2 separate regions of the Gossypium hirsutum genome follow, and region 1 is linked to region 2. A link is a contact called in public Hi-C data. All regions are on one chromosome and are shown on one strand. Each heading gives the region's core, a stretch centred on a gene start, on an enhancer-like site or on the middle of the called end of the contact. The rest is flanking DNA. Distances are from core to core; before and after follow the strand shown. Region 1 holds the start of LOC107948961. Region 2 holds the start of LOC107948958 (probable protein phosphatase 2C 65).

Region 1 (2,700 bases), core at 18-2,517, 340 kb after region 2:
ATTTATCTAGCTTGAAAGAAGTTGAATGGCCACAAAACCATATTTTCACTACCTCTTATCAATAAAAAAAGTTGTTCAAAAGTTTAAGAGAAAGATGGTAGAGATAATAAGAAACTCCAAAGCCCTATTTCTCTTAACAAAATAAAATGCTAAAAAAAGACCTACGATGAGGGGAATGTTCAAGAGTTCGCAAAGCGTAATAACACTCATGATAATAATGCAAGAATTAGGTTGGAACTAGCTAATGGTGATGCTTATGATCTTGAGAAGTTTAACTATAAAAGAATGCAAAAAAAACCTAAAGTCAAACTTCAAGCAATCTACGCGAACAAAAAAGATCAGCCTTATGAGGATGCTAAGATACCATCTCATTGTAAGTAGGCTTTTAGAGGATTAATTAGTGGGAAACTTGAAAACTTGACAAATGTAGGGAATCAATGGGGGTGTAGCATATCAAATCTAGTTCCCCCAAACCATACCTGTTAGTTTACTTCACTTCCCCCAAAGCATTCTTATTAGTTTACTTCACTTCCCCCAAAGAATGCCTATTAGTTTACTTTACTATTTGCTAACTTAAGAAAAGAGAGACAATCTACATTCAAACTAGAGAAACCTTGATCAAACGATGTTTCCGCAATAGAGTATGATCCTAAAGGAATCATGACATAAAGTGAGCGTCCTTCAAGGCCTGTCACATTCCCTACAACTAACTTTGGATTTGATTAGATGTTGTGAGTGAAATGAACAGAGTTAGTGGAAGGGTTATATCAAGTGATGTCGCTGAAGCCATGATGATCAATTCCTTGTGGTGGTGACAACCTCTTTACAACTACTCCTATTGCCATCATCTACTTATCTCTTCTCTACCCTCTCTTTTTCTTGTTTCCTCCCTTTGCCCCTCCCCCTCCCCCATATAAACCTTCAAACTATTTTTAAGTTTGAGAGACTTTTTTCAGAATAATAAATCTCTCTCTCTAACCTATTATGATTTGAGTACTCTCAAATTCACATTAACTTAGTTTTGTCTATGCTTAACTTATGATAAGAATGCTTAACTTTATGACATTTGGGTTCTTACAAATGTTTTCCTTGGACACTATAGTCTTGAGTGGAGCATATTTCTATTATAATTTGAGTTACGATTAGATGAGAATATCAATTTCTTTGATGTCTTTTACATATAAAAGATAATTTCTATTTGGAAAAAGAAATCATTATTAAATTATTGTTTTGTTGTAAAGCTTGGCAGATCATTTCTATTTGGGCAAAAGAAGATCAACTTTAAATTATTCTTACAAAGACGCAGAAACATTGCATTACAGCGCTCTCTCTTTCTCTCTCATATGTTCCAAAATGGTCCAACATAGACCCACCACGTGCGTAACGTACTGCTCCCGAAATCATCGCCATCACATGTGAAGCAAATTTACCGCGTTACGCCCCATGTGTGCTTCTTTGATCTTTCTTTATTCAATGGCCGCCGCCGACTCTCATGAGATCCAGCTTCGCACCACTTACTAACGTCCCTCTCTACTGTATTCCTCTGTTAGTAGTAAAATTTCGCCATTTTTAAAGTCACAGAAAAGAAAAACATATTTGGGCTATAAAAATCTCATCTTTCTTTGTTCACTCCCTCTTTCCTCTTCCTTTGTTTTGAGCAGCTAAAAATATTCCTAGTGTAGGACGGGAATGGATTTGTTCCTAAACGCCAAATCGGTGCGTCTACGCAGCCACCACGACAAGTATCTGGTCGCGGATGAAGACGAAGAATCCGTCACTCAAGACCGAAATGGATCCTCCAAGGCCGCTCGATGGACCGTCGAGTTCGTGCCTGGATCTCAAACCATTATCCGTCTAAAAAGCTCTTACAACAGGTATCTTACTGCTTCCAACCAGCCCTTTTTACTTGGGATGACGGGTCGAAAAGTGATTCAGACACTGCCTAGGAGGCTCGACTCGTCAGTCGAGTGGGAACCCATTAGAGAAGGGTGTGAAGTCAAGCTCAAGACTCGGTACGGGAACTTTTTGAGAGCTAATGGAGGGTTACCACCTTGGAGGAACTCGGTGACTCACGATATTCCTCATAGGACCGCTACTCAGGATTGGGTGTTGTGGGATGTGGATATTGTGGAGATTCAAGAGAAGCCCTCAGCGAATATTCAACACCCTCCTCCCATTCCTCACTCAGATTCATTGGACTTTGATTCACCTTCTTCAATTTCAGGCAAATCTGCCCACTTTTCAAGACAAGAGGTTTGAAGATCTCAACTTTAAAAAAAGAATCTAACTCTTGGATCATTTGGGTTGTTTTTAATGGTTTGATTCAATTTACATTTTTTTTATTTGTAGTCAAGTGATTCTTATGTGGGTTCCCCACCAAAATCCGAAGGAAGGACAATATACTTCCATGTTGCAGATGACAGTGGGGAGGTTGATGATGAGGCAATTGAAGGGTACTCTTTTAGTTTCAAGGGTAATGGTGTGGATGAACTGGCTCATAAATTAAAAGAAGAGTCTGGCCTTGAGGATGTTGTGGTGTGTACTCGGAGTCCTTTGAATGGGAAGCTCTTTCCTCTTCGCTTGCAACTTCCTCCCAACAATGCTGATATGCATGTTGTGTTAGTTCCATCAGCATCAAAAGGTTAGACGTCTCTTTCAGCTGCTCTGGTTTTTATATTCATCCTAATTGCATATGCATTC
Region 2 (2,700 bases), core at 79-2,578:
CTTGTGACTGCTGTCCTTGTCGCCCTCCTTCTTAGCGCTGGGCCGAGGCTGATGCATTGTCGAAAGCTTCAATGGCAAGGCATCGCATACGTGGCGTGCAACCTTGTGACCCGATGGACCGTGACCGTCAAATACACCGCAGAAGAACACATTCTTTTCCCCCGTAAAGTTCTGCATATTTTCAATTGTTTAGTTCCATTATTTTTGGAATATTAAAACACCAATTCAAGCAGCGCCAAATAAATAAAACATACCTACTATCATGATATAAAGATGATCTGCATCTAAAGTTTTGGGTCCAATTACAGTTTTAGTTCCTCAACTATGTCAAAATTTGAGATTTAATCCCTCTTTTTTGATTTGATATAAATTTGCCACTTTGCTTTTATAAATGGTATTAGTAGATCCAAATTATTAACACGGGTAGGTATTACCATTAAAGTGGTGATATGAATTTTTTGCTATTATTCGATCACACAAGGTCATGTGAAAATCCAATAATGATTTGGCTAACACATTCTAGCATAATAAAAGGACTAAAACATAATTAGACTGAATCTTTGGATGATCAGTAGGTAAGGGCATAAATTAGACATTGAGGGATTGAAGAAAAGATGATAAATGCACTTAATGTACGGTTTCAAGTTGATTAACATAAAGTTCAGGGTTCGCTCCTGTATTGAAAGAACAAAACATTCTAACATAACAGGAACCAACAAAAACACAAGGCATGCGATTATTGCATAAAACATACGTAGCCATAGCAGATGATCACCAAATCCAACAATTAATCACATTCCATAAGATTAAAAATGATTCATTAAGCCATGAAGAACTGACCTCCCAAACGGTCATAGCGTCCTGGTTGATCCCCTTCTTGCCCTTGCGAGTGTACATTGAGGTCAAGGAGGAGGAGCCTTGCAATCTAACAATAGCCCCCGCATGTCCAATCCTGGTAACATTGGCGCTATTGTCATCATTGTTGATGTTGTGGTCTCGATGGTGCCCCTCATCCTCTTTTTCATCTGATCCTTCTTTTTCATACCGTCTACCTTTGTACTTGAATTGCGTAGAACAGCAGGCACCCATCGTTTGGTGTGGGTGTAAATCCAAGGAAATATACCCCTTTTTCCTTAAAAAAAAATTTCAAAAAAAAAATGTGTGCAGCACCCACAAAAAACAAGGCTATGGAACCGGAGGTAAAAATCAAAGGCCCCAAATTGGAGAAGGAAAAATAGTTGGTGGTGGAGGGGACACAGAGGGATTAGAGATATTTGGTTATTTTGTAATGGTAACGATGTCCATCTATACATTGATTGATTATTTTGGACATCAATTTGGGGAAAAAAAAAGATTTACAATTATCATACATGATGACATCAATTAATTTGTAAAATAAAAAAAATATTTTTACTAAATATATATCACAGTTGTTATTATTTTTATTTTTTTTAAGAAAAGGGTAAGCTATTTTTAATTTTATTGATTGTTATTTTCATATTTGTGCTGCATATTTAGAGGGACGATGAGAGGAGAGTGGGTGATGCAGGCAGTAATGTCACAGTAGAGTACATGACATGCCTGTTTGTTGTTTGTTCAGGTTTTTTTCTTTTCTTTTAATTTCTATTTTCTAGGTTTAGAATGTTCCATTCAAGAGCTATTTTCGTTAAACCCTAACCACTTTTATCCTTAATTGCTTCGACTCTATCTCTTTTCCTATTTTTTTCATTTAATTTCGGTTAGTAGGGAGTCTTCGTATGATTGGATTTGATTTTTTCATTTCCGCAATTTATTTTTTCCTTTTATATTCTTTTATTATTATTATTATTATTATTATTATTTTCATTCTCTTCTGCTTCTCCATCTCTTTTATGTTCTTTTAATTTTCTTTTTTATCTTCCCTTCTCCCTTCTCCCTTCTCCGTATTCTAATAACAGTTTCAAGAGTTGTCTCAATTGATTTTCGTGCAACCAAGCACTTAAATCCATCATATGGTTAAATGTTACACATAACAAGTAACCTATAGTTGATTGTTTGACATAATTTGTAGAAGTCTTATGTTTGAAATCCCAATTCTTTGAATTAATTATTAGATCATTTAAGTGATACAACTTTGCAGATGTCTCATTTTTTAAATCCAATTTCTTTGCATTAATTATGTGGAAAACAGAGAGGAAAAAGGGAGAAATAGAAGAGAATGGAAAATAATGAAAAAAAGTTAAAAAACATAAAAAAAATAAATTAAATTACTAAAAAAAAAATGAGGGACCAATTATATTGCTTAACCTAAATTTTTTGTTTGAAATGATAATTTGACGTGCCACGTTAACTTACCGTTATACCATTGACGACAATTAATGGCTCAATGACTAAAATGTTACAATACGTTAACGTAAATGACTAAAATATAACATTTCAAATATAAATTACTAAAATATAACATGAGATAAACAAAAATGACTATTTTAATAGTTTACCCTTAATTCTATTCAATTTAAATTTATAAGATAAAAAAAACGTTATTATCTTTGTACGGGCCTAATTTTGCCCGGCCCGTTTAAATAAAAACCCAAAATATAAGCAGTCCACTTACAAAAAGTTTTAACCCAATTATAAACCATTAACCTAAACCACTAACCCCTTTACAGATTAGGCCCGTTAGCCCAAGACCTAAACTCATGTTTAGGAAAATGAAAACCC

Evidence for each region. Hi-C and Micro-C count contacts between places; a contact is called where the count stands out from the background.
Region 1: a contact with region 2 is called in a Hi-C map of leaf, with 2.6 times the contacts expected there. The contact joins the promoter of LOC107948961 here to the promoter of LOC107948958 in region 2. A contact is called at or near these places in 5 of 34 Hi-C or Micro-C datasets (callus and leaf).

What each region holds. Positions count from the first base shown.
Region 1 is chrA04:79,151,817-79,154,516 of Gossypium_hirsutum_v2.1, forward strand. It overlaps LOC107948961, which reads left to right and starts at 1,268. Exons shown (of 3, transcript XM_016883641.2): 1 at 1,268-2,253; 2 at 2,350-2,641. The coding sequence starts at 1,690.
Region 2 is chrA04:78,813,291-78,815,990 of Gossypium_hirsutum_v2.1, forward strand. It overlaps LOC107948958 (probable protein phosphatase 2C 65), which reads right to left and starts at 1,329. Exons shown (of 4, transcript XM_016883638.2): 1 at 841-1,329; 2 at 1-171. The coding sequence starts at 1,089.